2 separate regions of the Ovis aries genome follow, and region 1 is linked to region 2. Evidence: chromatin contacts called from public Hi-C data. All regions are on one chromosome and are shown on one strand. The core of a region is the stretch at or near the end of the contact, and the rest is flanking DNA. Distances in the headings are between cores, read along the strand shown.

Region 1 (3,466 bases), core at 492-2,991, 82 kb before region 2:
CTGATGAGCCTTCCCAACTCAGGGATCGCGCCGGGACCCCGGCCGGGCAGGCCATCTGGATTAATTTCCACTGCTTCGGCCCTCCAGGGCACAGAGACACAGAAGCTGAAGATCTGTTCGCCCCAAAGCAAAGGGTCCAGTTGGGACCCTGTCCTGGGTTCCCCGCGATTCTCCCCTCCCCCAGCTCCGGGGATTTGAATGCAAACAAAGCGGAGGCGCTGGGAGCGTGGCGGAGCCCGACCGACGGACGCCCCCTGTCGGCCCAGTTCCCCAGCGCGGGAAGGGCGGCGGGGGGTGAAGGGGGGCGGGGATGCGTTCACCCCTCAACCCGTCCCCCCAACACACTCCCAGCCTTCTCTCGATTCCTTACCCCAGGCCCAGGCCGGACCCCCAGCGCGCTCCGAGGCTCTGCCGGCACTACTCCTCCCAGGGCGGCGGAAACGGGCAGCCCCGGGGGTGGCGGTGTGTAGAGGGGTGCGGGTCCCGGCGGCGCGCCCCCCACCCTTGCCCACCCCGAGCGGCGGGCCGCGGACGGCGCCCCAGCAGCTGCAGGGCGAGCGCTCCAGGCGGGGACTGGGCGGCGCGGCTCTGGAGCCTGACTTTCCAGGACAGCCCGCCTCCCCAGCGGAGCGGGCGCGCGGCCGGGGGCCGCGGCAGGGAAATCCGATCTCACAACATCGGCCTCCGTCCAAGCCCGCCCCAAACTTTCCGTCGGGGGTGGGGGAGCCGGGGGCAGTTCGGGGGCCTGGAAAAGATCGCGGGCGCGGACCGGACAGTACGAGGGACCCCCCGCACCCTGAGCCCCGTCCCCCGCCCGGCCAGTCCGTGCCTCCGGACGCTGGGGCTGCGGGCGCCACTAGCCCCGCTCCCGAGCCCCCGCGAAGCAGCCCGCGGGAGGCGCAGGGAGGCGCTCGGGCGGACAGCTGTCCTCGCCGCCGCCCCTCCCTGCGCCCCCAGACCCTGTCCCTCGCGCGTGTAGCGTCCCCTGCTCGAGTCTGGGGACAAAGCGGCGGCCCCGGAGAGCCCCTTGGCTCTGGCCCCGTGCAACCCCGGCCTCACTCACCTCTTCTTCGCTGCTCGAATCTCTGGGCGCCGCCCTCGCGTTCGGCTCCGACCACGGTCCGCCTCTGCCCGCGCGCCGCCGCCCGCCCGCCCGCGCGCGCCTGCCCGCTCTGCTCCGCTGCCCCTCCGCCACCGCCCCTCGGCCCGGCTCGGCTCGGCGCCCCTGGGCTCGGGCTCCCCGCGCCACCGCGGCGGGCGCCGGCTCTTTCTCCGCCGCTGCCGAGGCTCTCCGCCACCTCCCCCCTGACGTCAGGCGGGGTGGGGGATGTCGTCGGAGGCCGGGGGCGTGACGCGAAGGCCCGCCCCGGAGGGGGCTGCGACCCGCACGCCTCCCTGCTCCCTGGCTGGGGGCTCGGACCCCCGCCCTTCCCGGAGCCAGGCCGCCCCGCGCCCCCCGGCAGAGATCTGCGCCACCGCGCCGGGAGGTGGGGCGGGGGAGGGACATCGGGCCCTAGCAAGGCGGGTGTCGGACTCACCCGGTTTTTCCGAAGTGTCCCCCTAAGCCAACCGTGCGAGCTGGGCAGCCCGGCTCGGGAAGGGGTCTAAGAGGCTCCCCACGCTATGGCTACTGGAACGAAGGCGGGCGGGCCACCTCCTGGAGAGTATCCCAGGCTTCTCTTTGGGGCGCACCAGAGTGGTCTTTTGGCCCCCCGATTGTTTCCTTTCTTCAACTCCCACTGAGCCCTGCGATCAGACCGGAACGGACTTCGCCAGCCAGGAAGACGGACACCCCACCCCCACCCCCCCCCCCCACCCCCGCCTCAAATCTCCGGAGACCTTATGCCTCTTGTTTCTCAGGCTCCAGAAGGGACCCGCTCAGCGACCCCTCGTCCTGATCCAGGTGAAACCACCCTCGACTCCAGTTGTGCTGAGCGTACCCTCAGGAAATGACTCCTCCTGGTGCCGCTAGAAGGCTGAATAGCAAGTGACCTGAGCCCTGATGTTCAGATGAGAGGGGCTGAGGGGAGCCTCGCTGGAGGAGGTCTCGAGCCTCTGCCCACAGCCGCTCCTAGAAGTACCTTGTAGCTCTGGCCTCCTGGGCTGTGCTGGGCTGTCCTCCTTGCCAGCTAGTTAGTCCTCTGAGCTGGGCCGGTGAACAGCGGAACCCCAGGGAGGCTACCCCACTGGGACCTGGAGACAGATGCCACCTCCTAGCTAGGGACAAAGGGCAGAGGTGGAGAGACTGGTGGCCCAGTGGCTTGAGTGGTAACTTTAAGCATGGTGCAGCCCTGGAGGGGAGGGACCCTTTAGGGCCTTGTCAGCAGATCTGGATTATAAATCAGTCCCGACAGGAGCTTTTGTTCTGGGTTAAAACTTGGCATCAGAAAAAGTAGAGACCAGAAGAGTAGTGGAGATAATTGGGAAAAGCAGCCCAGTTTGGATTCAGTAACAATCGGGTCTTTGCTGGTATACATAAAGGCCCCTTCTCCTGCACTGGCCACAGCATTTCCCAGCTCCTTTGCACCAGGAAAAAAAAAAAAAAAAAAGCTGAGGCCCTGGAGATACTGGAGATAGGGGGTGAGCCAGTGAATCAGCAGGGGTGGGCAGGGAAGGCTCTGTTCCAGTTGACAGGGCGGGAGAAGATGTGCGACCCCCTTGTCCCAGTTAGACCTTGCTTCCTTAATTTAAGGGCAGGTAAATCCATAGGCGGGTACCCTCATATTTGGGTCTGTGCTTTAGACTTTGCAACCTGCCTTCACTCTGCCCTCACGACCACCCTTTACAAAGTAGGCATTGCTTCTCTCATTTTATAGATCAGATGAGTGGCAGGAAGGCATAACCTGCCCAAAGTCACACTGATAACTAGCAAGGTCAGAATGTTAAATCAGGCTTTGAGACTCCTGATCCCATCTTTCCACTAAGTTATGGGATATCCCGATGTTTAGGCGACAGACACTTCGTTTTCTGCTGTCTTTTCTCACCTCTAGGTGTGAGGGTTACCAGGCCAAGACCTGAGCTTCTGGCCCCACCTGCAAGACTGGCCCCAGGGGAAAGTCTCTGAAGGGTTTGGTTTCACTGGCAGGGATGTCTTCTGTAGCTCAAGGCGGGCTTCTTGGTTCCTCATCACACAGCTCTTCCCTTTCCAATGCTCCTCGCCTGCTCCCCTTTCTACCTTGCTCATTTCCTGCTGGATTCTGTTCCTTTCCAGTGCTCGCCTTTTCCGTGGGTGGGTGGGCAGGGGGTAAAGTTTCCTGCATGCCTGTTTGCTCGTGATTCATACTTTAAAATGAGGGTTTCCCTGGTGGCTCAGATGGTACAGAATCTGCCTGCCAATGTAGGAGATACGGGTTGGATCTCTGGATCAGGAAGATCCCCTGGAGGAAGGCATGGCAACCCACTCCAGTATTCTTGTCTGGGAAATCCGATGGACAGAGGCGGCTGGCGGGGCTACAGTCCATGGGGT
Region 2 (3,399 bases), core at 532-3,031:
GTCTGCCTGAGATGTGTGTGTGCATGTCAATCACTCAGCCGTGTCAGACGCTTTGAGACCCCATGGACCATAACCTGCCAGGCTCCTCTGTCCACGGGGATTCTCCAGGCAAGAATACTGGAGTGGGTTGCCATTTCCTCTTCCAGGGGATCTTCCTGACCCGGGGATGGAACCCCGGTCTCCTGCATTGGCAGGTGGATTCTTCACCACTGTGCCACCGGGGAAGCCCTCAATGGACACCTGGGTCACCACTGCCAGAATCTTTCTGTCCCTGCAGCTCAGCATGCAGCCAGGCCTCAGCCAAGGTCTGCGAGAGAACAAGCGCCACTGCTGCTGCGGGGAGAGAAGTTCCAAGTGGCAAGACAACCCAAACCTCGGAAGTGAGCGTCAGAGCCCACCCTAAGGCCTACGGGGTGGTCCCCTGAGTGGCAGACATCAATGCCCTGCTCCTTCTTCCCTCCAGAGATAGAGATGTTGGGCAGGGTCTTCCCGAGAAGACGTCCCCAAGGCCAAGTGCACCCCTTGCATGGATCCGACTTCAGCTTTTGTTTCTCCTTCCTGAAGATGGAGAGCCTGACCTCTGGGTTGACACCATTCCTTCCCGATGGTGTCCAGGCCCTGAGCAGAGCAGCGGGCGGGACCAGAAGGACAAGGCAGGCCACAGGAGTTCCCCACTCGACCTTCACGCGAGATTGCTGAGCCCAGTTTACCGAGTGAGAGACGGAGACACAGAGCCGCTGTTAAATGACGGCCCACGTCACACAGTACTAGGCGGAGACGCAGGGCTGGGGGTCCTCTGCTGCCGCACCCCTCCCCCCACAGGCGACAGAGGCTGGGGAGAGACCAGGCGGGGCTCGTGCACTCCATGCTGTGCCAGGGTCACACAAGGACCCTCTGTGGCCAGCATCTCAGACCGGCTCTGTGTCTGTCGTGTGCTGTGCAGGCAGAGAGAAGCTGCAGGACAGGACAGGGAAGAATGGTCACTGTGTCCCCTGTGTCGCCCAGGGTCTGGGGGAGCGGCAGGGAGGGGCAATGGGGAAGGACCCAGTGGGAAGGAGAGAGAGCTGGAGGGCTGTTTCTGGAAGGCAGCCAGTCTGCTGAGGCTGAGGAGTCCCAAGAACGATCCGCCTCGCAAGGCGGGTCTAATTTACAGCTGGGGTCTAGGCTCCAACTGGCAGGAATGAGACCAGCTAGAGCTTGGGACCTGCTGTCCCCAGTATAGATGGTCCAGGATGGGGGCCAAGGCCTCATCCCCGTGCCCTGCGTTCAGATCCCAGCAGCTGGTGCCTGGGCTTTCCCTGCTGGCTTCTCCTCACTGTCTTTCTCCATGTGAGGGTTCTGAGCCTAGGGCAGAAAGCATGTTCCACCAAGGCAAAATGTTCTGGCAGTGACCAGAAAGGAAGGGGGGCGGGGGGAAGACAGCAGCTGTTCTAGGCTTTTCCAGCTGAACCACAGCTCCACAGCGAGCACCCCAGCTCCAGATCTACGAGGGCCTTCACACCTGCAAGGCCGCTGGATGAGGGCCCAGACCAGGAGCCTGGAGAAGAGCCTGCACACAATGGGAGCACCTGTTGAGCGGGAATCACAGAGAGGCAACACCCTGCAAGGCACACGCGCTGGGGGGTCCCGGCGTGAGGCTACAGGCCGGTGCCTGCCCCTTCCTGACTCCATCACCACAAGTCTCCCTCCCTCCTCCAGCCTCAGCGAGGACCAACCCAGCAGCCCCACGGGCCGGAGGATGGGAGCCCCGCCCCGCCGGCCGGCGGCCCTCCCCCGGGTGCTGGGCCGGCTCGCTCCCGCCACCTAGCGGCAGTCGCGGTCCTCACCTGTAACAGCCACCGGAGCAGGGGCATGGGGCGGTCGCCCACGGGCAGGTAGACGCTGCTCAGGAGGCCCTGGCGCAGGAAGGTGAGCTGCCGGGCCGGCGAGGAGCTGCGGGGGCAGGACAGAGCGGGGGGTCAGGGAGGCGACCCTCCTCCGTGACCCTCTCAGCGAGGCTGAGCGGGGGCGTCCGAGCTTTCCCGGGACTAGAAGCGGTCACCGCTCTGGACAAAGACGCTCAGGGCAGGCAGCTGCTGGAACAGAAAACAACCCACAGCGCCATTCAGAATCATACGCTGTCCACGAACACGTCTCACAATGTCGTTCGCTTTTTTTTGTTTTTTGGCCGCGCCCTGCCAGGCTTGCAGCATCTTAGTCTCCCCGCCAGGGCTAGAACCCGGGTGCCTGGCAGGGGAAGCGCCAGGGAAATTCCCCTCTCAGAGTTTTACGCACAGGGCTGGGGAGCACAGTTTGTTTTTCCTGCGTGATGGAGCGGGAAACTGAGGTGCTGACCAGTTTTGAGAAGGGTCTGGGCTGTGATGAGGAGCGTGCCCGGGAGCCTCGCCTCTTAGCCCAGCTGCAGCCGGGGTAGAGGATTACCCGCTGTGGGGCCGGCGTCTGGGTCCGGTTACACAGAGCATGTCTGCCCCATCTTGTGTTTTTCCAAAACAAAGGGGACACCTGAGAAGACGGGAAAAGAACAGACAGGGGCCCAGGACGGGGAGATCAGGGGAAGGAAGTAACAGGGAGGCAGAGGGGTCTTGGGAAACCATGTGAACGGCAAGGGTCCTGACCGGGGGTTGGGGGGGGAACCCCGTGCTTCTGGGGCCGTGATTTCACCGCGGGCTGTCAGGCCTCACCCTCCTGCCCTGAGCTGCTGGCGTGGGGAGGAGCTCTGCTTTGAGCTCACTGTCACCCTGGGAGATCATCTGGACCCATGGGACCCCAGATCCCTGGACGAGGTGTCGGATTTCGTGTGATTTTCGGGCCTCTGGTGGAAGGTGCTGGACTTCACTCCCCTCCTGGCATTCTGGGGAAGTTGGGTTTGGGGCTGGATCCTCCCTGGAGGACAGGGAAGACTGGCATTCTGAAGTCCATGGAGTCACAGAGTCCGCACACGACTTAGCGACTGAATAACAACAACCTAATACTCTGAGTCTGGTGAATGCCTCTTTACTCTTTTTAGATAATGTCCTAAAAGCAATTAATAAGGATTCCAGATAAATGAAACCGTTAACTTCATGTCCATTCTTCTTTAAACAACCAAATCCAGGCAAAGAACATTTCGGACGGCATTTAAAGTCATGACTCTAGATAGAAATTTCCTCAGTCGGCTCACCCTCCTCCTCCTCTTTAAAAAGGACATCATATTTTAATCTGCCAGGAACAGAATGCTCCAAAACAAAGATGCTCCTCCAAGCCAAGTTGCTGTCTCTTTGAGTATATCCAGGCAATTTACAAATTGTGTCCCCCCCGCCCCCAAATCATTTAAGTTCAGAGGAGAAAGCAGCTTTGTTCCTGTGTCTGTGAAGCTGACCGTTCTAAAACAGACCTTTATTTGTACATACAAACACGTGT

Evidence for each region. Hi-C and Micro-C count contacts between places; a contact is called where the count stands out from the background.
Region 1: a contact with region 2 is called in a Hi-C map of liver, with 5 times the contacts expected there. The contact joins the promoter of SEMA4C here to the enhancer-like site in region 2. A contact is called at or near these places in 13 of 16 Hi-C or Micro-C datasets (blood, hypothalamus, liver and 6 more).

The regions. Positions count from the first base shown.
Region 1 is chr3:103,658,806-103,662,271 of ARS-UI_Ramb_v3.0, reverse strand. It overlaps SEMA4C (semaphorin 4C), which reads right to left and starts at 1,741. Exons shown (of 15, transcript XM_060413963.1): 1 at 1,539-1,741.
Region 2 is chr3:103,576,798-103,580,196 of ARS-UI_Ramb_v3.0, reverse strand. FAM178B (family with sequence similarity 178 member B) reads right to left here. Exons shown (of 16, transcript XM_042246470.2): 6 at 1,827-1,932. Among named protein-coding and RNA genes, the nearest start is that of FAM178B, 22 kb to the right of the region's middle. Within about 2 kb of position 1,781, at least 26 of the 54 cell types and tissues checked have an H3K27ac peak or open chromatin away from gene starts, as enhancers often do. A contact at or near this core is called in hypothalamus and liver, where this site is marked.